Regions from separate parts of the Mus musculus genome. Here region 2 is linked to region 1. A link is a contact called in public Hi-C data. All regions are on one chromosome and are shown on one strand. Each heading gives the region's core, a stretch centred on a gene start, on an enhancer-like site or on the middle of the called end of the contact. The rest is flanking DNA. Distances are from core to core; before and after follow the strand shown. Region 1 has its middle 64 kb from the start of Gm41326. Region 2 has its middle 74 kb from the start of Has2os.

Evidence for each region. Hi-C and Micro-C count contacts between places; a contact is called where the count stands out from the background.
Region 2: a Hi-C map of the N1E-115 cell line shows a contact between it and region 1, with 3 times the contacts expected there. The contact joins two enhancer-like sites. A contact is called at or near these places in 4 of 484 Hi-C or Micro-C datasets (the 3T3-L1 cell line, the N1E-115 cell line, cortical neurons and 1 more) and 2 of 115 datasets of contacts at active chromatin or transcription factors (embryonic stem cells and fibro-adipogenic progenitors).

What each region holds. Positions count from the first base shown.
Region 1 is chr15:56,344,311-56,347,906 of GRCm38.p6, reverse strand. No RefSeq gene overlaps it. Among named protein-coding and RNA genes, the nearest start is that of Gm41326, 64 kb to the left of the region's middle. Within about 2 kb of position 1,591, at least 13 of the 459 cell types and tissues checked have an H3K27ac peak or open chromatin away from gene starts, as enhancers often do. A contact at or near this core is called in the N1E-115 cell line, where this site is marked.
Region 2 is chr15:56,614,380-56,617,975 of GRCm38.p6, reverse strand. No RefSeq gene overlaps it. Among named protein-coding and RNA genes, the nearest start is that of Has2os, 74 kb to the left of the region's middle. Within about 2 kb of position 1,540, at least 32 of the 459 cell types and tissues checked have an H3K27ac peak or open chromatin away from gene starts, as enhancers often do. A contact at or near this core is called in the N1E-115 cell line, where this site is marked.

The DNA.
Region 1 (3,596 bases), core at 342-2,841:
GAAGGCCAAGAAATTTTAATATACATGATTTCAAATTGAACACACTGATCTGAATTCCTTAAGAGACCTCTACCCCAACGAGAAAAAAGTATTTCCCATCTTAAATGAAAAAATTGTTTGCATCTTATGCCTGGCTACTTTCCCAGTCTTGTTTTCCTTCACTTTAAGACTTTAATAATTTCTTCGACTGTCAATGCCAATGCATGAGTGCCCCTGACTGCACCATGAAAATACCTTTAGAATCGCTCCTTCCATCTTTCCACTCTATTTTGTATATATGTATTTACACCTATCATTTATTATAACATAAATGTACTTGCCATATAAGTTTCGATTTTTGTTATATTGTACTATGCTTCATATTTATGCCTATGTGTAAGACAAGTACTTTTAAAAAAATACACAATTGAATGATAAGTTACATTTTTAAATTATTTTTTATCAGACATAATACAAAACCCAACTCAAACTGTGTCAAACAGTAAAACGTAAATGTGTGTGGTGAAAGAAAGACCTTTGTTTTCGCTCAGAAATAGATGGTAGCCATTTCTTTCCAGCCCATTGCTTCCTCAGACATGCCAGCTTTAACACTAGACTAACTTCCCTAAGTGATCACAGTATGGCAGGTTATAATTTACAGAGCTATAAAAGTAGTCCACTCTGTATGCAGGAAAAAAATGCCATTTTTCTCCCAACTGAACTAACAGTATTCCTACCTTTATTCTGCTAAGATTGACCTAAGTAGGCATAACCAAGAAAGTATTTTATACATATCAACTTAAGCCTAATTGAAGTGCCCAGCCCTAACCTGAGGATGTATGTAGATGAGAATTAGCTAATACTGTGATTCTCAACCCAGGATTGTTAGCAAATCCATTCTCCCTCAATCATGTGTTTAATACACAAGAGTGGCATAGGGTAAATGCTGAGAGTAAATCAAAGTTTATCGTATGTAGCAAGAATGAGTGGATAGATTTTATTTCTGAGTCATTTCCTCAGTCTACCTGAGACTCACTAATTTATATTGAACAAAACTTTATTTTTAAAGTTCTGATAGTTAGCATGTCAAAAGATTAAGAATAGGCACCTGGCAAACAAACAAACAAACAAACAAACAAAAAAAAAAACCCTTCCAGCTTATGTCATGCCATGGTAGAAGGAAGAAGAATCAAGAATGACAGATATTAAAAAAATAAATAAAAAGGTGAGAGGCAGCAAAGAGTGAGGGAGTTCTTGACAGTATCACAATGAAAATTCAGTTGTAACCTTTGTAACCATTCAATAGTGGAGTACCATGACACTCTGCCCATACTTTCAAACGGTCTTTTATAGCGATAAGTAGAAGGTAATGTGGTGTTGCAGTCTGCTGTCTTATTGTAATTCCCCCACTCCTGTGCAGCCCAGTAAAATACAGAAAGTCCCTAGAGCCTTCACTTCACTGACAATCTCACAATGCCCTTAAAAACTGGGCCAAGGATTTCTCTCCAAATCAGAAGATCCAATTTTCCCAAGGGGTGTCTGGGACAGACAGGAAATTGTTATTAACCAAATGACTCACATGCTGAATCACAAAACAAGAACCATTTGGGGAAAGGTCGCCCCTCTTGGCTGTAACTGCAGAATGTGTTTCCAGTTAAGTAGACACCCTGAGGCCCCAGTGACAAGAAGCCAAGACTGACCAACATCATCTTAGCAGCACTGCTGATGCTTGCGTTGGGATGCCTCACAACTCAAGCACCCCTACACCATTTGGAGTTTTGCATCTTTGAAATTCCCAAGGAAATGTCCTCTGGAGAAATTACAAAACTTCCTTGATGCCAGGAACCCAAATGTATGTTTCAAGGAAAGGCTAACAATTCTCCACAAAGATGTCAACTCCCAGAGAGGTTCCATAGCCAGTTATTTCATTTCTTTACTTCCGAATGATTTACACATTATTTTCTTGCTGCCCTACAGATGAGTATTTATTTGCTTTATTATTTAAATATACTGATGTCTAGAGTGATAAATCAAAGTGTAGTTCAACAAAGGATAAAACCTGGAAGCTTAAGTTAAAGTATGAGTGTTATTTTTCATCCAGGTACACTGCTCTAAGATTCAGTAAGTACTCAGTGTCTTTCCCTTTGAACATATTAACTAAGAATCCTCAGATTTTATCTCCCAGGACATTATTCTGCCATCCATTCATTTATAGTCTCATTTACAGAACACAAATATATTGAATGTCTATTATGTGAATACATTCAAAGATATATGATGAGTCAACTGACTTGGGTCTGACCTCAAAGAATCATGTCTCAAGTTTTGGTCCTTCCCCTACCAGTTCTGTGGGAAAGAGTATCCCTCCTTCATTGAGTCTGAGAAGAGGCTGATAGGCCAGAGAGGTGATGGACTTAGGTATCTCTGCTGTTGTCTCCACTCTTTTAGTTTCCCACTGGACTAGGACCAGGTTTCAAGGTGTTAATGCTCCCTTGATTGTCGACATCTCAATACAGAGGAGATCTCTGAAATTTTTCCTGTAGTTAGTTCTTTCTTTGTTTCAGTGCTAGAAAGCACTCCACAAGTTAAGCAAGTGCCTTACCACTGAGCAACTAACCACAGCCCAGGAGCTGTTAAACTGCGTAGTTAATTACATACTCAACTACAGTAGTAAGAGAGGACATGAAATTACTTGCAACTAGTAATAATCGCCCTATTCTCTGCTCAATTAACTTCCCTGGATAGGAAGAGCTAACTTAGAGTTCTCTCTTGGACAAACTAAACAGTCTGGATACACTTTAATTTATGCCACTGACCCTGAAGTTCAATCATAGTTTTTATTTAAACTTATACCTTTTAGAAAGCCCAATTAATTTAATCATGTGGCAGGTAACTCACACAGTTACCTTTGAGCTCCAAACAGTAAATCTAATGATTCTTTTTGTCAGTGCCATTTACACCCAATTAAATTGGTATTCTCAACACTTAAGCATGAGTGTCTACTAGACTGATAAAGAAAGATTCATGAGTTATCCACATTTAATGATTCAGCTGTTGTTAGAGAGGGGACCCAGCTAGGGGGAGGGGGAGGGGGAGGGGCAAACCAGTTTCTTTTTTCCAACTTTCTCTCTCTCCATAGAGAAGAGAGCTTACAATGCACCACAGTGTGTGAACAGAGCTGTGTGCAGTGTTACCATTGAGCAATAATAGATGACTTGTGCTCCCCAGACTTAACAGGCCAGTGAGCAGCATCAAGCTGCAGATGGACTGCTCTGAGGCTGCCACGCACTAAAAAAGGATGAGAAATAAAAGTGTCTACGGCTATTGTAGACATATTTACTCCTTGGTAGGCGATTCCCATAGCGACAACAACAACAACAAGAAACTGTTACTGCTAATGGAGGTGGGAAGTTTTCACTGCAAAAGGGTGTGATAATGGCCCAGGACCTGAACCTTATCTGCATGCAACCACCCCCTCTAGTGATAATTTAGTGAATGGACAGGCTTTTTCTAGTTTCCTTTGGCAACAAGTTTCTCATTGCCATATGTTATGGCTCTTAGCTCCAAAAGCATAATATTGTTACATTAAATTAGCATGACTTATTTTTAAGATACTT
Region 2 (3,596 bases), core at 291-2,790, 270 kb before region 1:
GTTTTCGTATGTGTGAGTGCATTTACACATACTCCTGTATGCCATAACATGCATCCTGAGGCCAGTGGACAACCTTCAGGAGGTGATTCTCCTCTTCCATCTTTAGTTGGGAATCAGGAATCAAGTTGAACACATTAAGCTTGCAGTGTTTTAGTTACTAATACATCTCCCTAACTCCTTTATTTATAATTTTCAAAGAATTGTTTTATTGTTTGAAAACTATTATCTACTTATCTATCTGTCTAGCTCCCTACATTTATCTACTATCTTTCCATCTATCTATCTATCTATCTATCTATCTATCTATCTATCTATCTATCTATCTATCTCCCTAGTGCTGCCATTAAGTGCCAGAATTTAAACTTATCTAATGAAACATGAGTAGCCTCTCAGTCCAGATCCTTAAAAATAAAAAAATAAAAATAAAAAAGATTCTCCCTGTCAGAGCAGTCAATAATTTCCAATGTCTCCTCAATCAGGGTTGGGACTCAATGATCTCCTTCTACTCCATGCTTGAATTGTTGTCTAGGTTGATCTTGTTCACATCTTGAGCACGTAATCACAATCATTGTGAGTTCATGCATGCAGCTGTCCTGTTGCCTGTGTCTGGAAGATGACACTTTGTTGAATCATCCAATAACACTGGCTCATACAATCTTTCTGCCCCATCTACCATGATAATTGAGGAGCCTAGGGTAAAGGAGTGTCATACAGATATCCACTTCATGGCAGAACATTCTACACTATCTTATTCTCTACATCTTGACCAAATGTGGATCTCCGTGTTAATCATCAGCTGAAAAAAGACTCCTCTCGTGTGTGTGTGTGTGTGTGTGTGTGTGTGTGTGTGTAAGTGCAGGTGTATACATGACATAGTGTGCATATGGAGGTGAGAAAAAAATGTTTTGGAGTCAGGTATGTCCTTCCACTGTAGGATCTAAGAATGGAGCTCAAATTAGGCTTGTGGTTATCACCTGAACCATCACATATATCCTCACGTTGTTCTTTCAAGTTTCTGTGTACAGCACTGTTTTGCACTTATTTAACATATAAAATATCCCTTTGACCCTTACTCTTATTATCTGTAAAATGAGGCAAATTAGGGCATTTATACCATAATTTGGTTTTAGGAGCCGACAAAATGACCCATGTGATGCTCTTGGGGCAATGCCAGGCAGACTACCACCACATGGCACATATTTTATGCCACTCACCAGTGTCAGCTCCAGCACTGTCTTTGTCATCTGGCCTGATGATTAAACATTCAGCAGAGATAAACAGGCTTTAGACATAATGAGCAGCTCAGCAAATGCAAAAGGACAGGAAAGAGCTACTCTGTGGGAAAAAAAAAAAAAAAAAAACCAAAAAACCAAGAAGTCTCTTTCCTCGTGGATGTTTGATCAGGGTAAGTGACAGAAATGTTTGGCTAGCAACTAACTCAATTGTTTTCTTTCAGACAGAGGGTTATTAAGTGCCCATTTCATCGGGTAGGCTATGCATCTCAAATGAGAATCCAATAGTGAGTTTCAGTATGCGTCATGGGTGTCTCTCCCATGAGAATGAAGACGGAACAGTGGCCGCACTGTGCAGAGGACAGACCTGCTTTCTGTTTGACTAGCAAGGCTTTCTCTCCTACTTTCCTTTTCAGATAAATGCATATTCTTGGGAAATCCATGGAAAGCCCCTTTCTTTGTAGGTTAGATTATTCCATGTTCTCTTGCTTACAGGGTCTCCCAGGCCACTTGCTGGAATGCAGAATCATATCCTTGCCTGGAGGGGTCTCACCCATGATGAGTATAACCCGACAGTAAGCAGGGACTTCCCAGACTACAAAAAACGCCTTTGGTCCAGCTGTCCTGAACCATTTACCAGTTTACCAGCAAAGTTTCCGTTCTTCAGGGCAGGGTTTCCAAACTGTAGCTGGATGGGATTTGCTTTTAGAAATTTTCTTGTTTGCTTTATGCCTTGGCACTGTGCTTTTGAAAGTAACGAATTCTCAAACTCACTTCCTCTGACTCCCTTTTAGGGATGAAATCTGTAGCCACTTTTTTTTTTTTTTTTTTTGCTCTGGGTAGAAGGTAGCCCTTGCTGGAAGGGTTTCACATGGGAAGTCTGGGGGTTGATGATGTACAGTCAAGCATCTGTACAGAACTATTCTTACATTCAGGATGTAGTGACCAATATGCTGGCCTCGTATCAACTGCCTGGCCTATTTCTGAACGTCGTGTGACATGAATGTTTTAAATAATTTCCCTTCAAGTCAGAAAAAAAAAGTCTACCCTCAGATTAAGAGGAAAATGATGGCAAATTTGGGGAATAAAATTAATTTTTTTCATCCTACTTAACCTTGGAGACACTGTGAGAACTGTCTTGTGGTGGCTCAGAGTGGAAAGACTGGGCTTCAGATGCAGTTAAGCTGCCAAACACATTCCTGGCTTTGGATGGTCCACATGAGTCCATGCTCAATTACTGTTTTCATCTGCAACCTTAGTAATAATTAGAATAAGCAAGAGTTAGAATAAGCTGTGTTCTTTAATTAGTAGTAGTGTGTCAATATTAGCTCATTCTTCTTTCCAATTGTACTCAATATATTATACAAGCATGATTCAAGATGTTAGGATGAACTTGATATGAGAGTACATAGGACTCTCTTTTTGCGTGTCCAGTTTCCCTATAAAACTAACATTTTTTAAAAAATGTAAATTAAATAAAGAAAATGAAAAAAACTCCCCCAAATAAAAAAAAAAAAAAACAACCAAATTAGAAAGCAAATCACACAAAGAAGCTTGAAGTATATTTATTATGCTCTTCAAATTTGACTGAGAAGTATTAACACCATTTCTTCATAGCATTGCTCTCACACACAAATCTAGTATCTTATAAGAAATTTATAGACTAGAGACCCATGGATATAGACACATAACTACTCATTTTTTTTCCCTCAAAGAACTTGGTGGAGGCAGAGACAAAGACAGGATCTGCTTCATGTCCTCAGCTTTTGTAAAGATTAATTTGAATCTTAATTTATGCACATGTGTATGCATGTGCGTATGTGATGTGGATGCATATGTAGATGTGGATATGGATGTGTGAATGTATGCCATGTTTGTGGGTGGCTGGGGAAGTTAGAAGAGGATATCATAACCCCTGGGGCTAGAAGTGCAGGCATTTAGCTGTGAGATGCTGTATTAAAGGGTTGCATCATTAGGAAGACTGAGACTAAAGGCTGGCTACACTCGTTGGTGTGTTATCTCTTCTTCACAACTCTCCAACTTTTTTTTCACACATCGACTTTTATTCTTTGAGGCCCTATTGTTCCTTTTGTTAGAACTCCATTGACAGCACTGAGCCCATGAAGATAGTCCAGGGTAAGGCTCTGGTTTCAAAACCATTAATATGTCTAAAGGGTTCTAACTATGAAATCAGCTCATGTATTTTCAAGTACTACTAAAAATGTCTTGTCGAAATTTTCTGTAGGGCATTATACAGTGTAAGATAATTGTTCTGTCCATACTACCTACCATCTTCAAACTGTTTTCTCCCACCCTCCATGCATAGCGCATTATACAGAGAAGTCTGCCAAACCTCCATCTGAC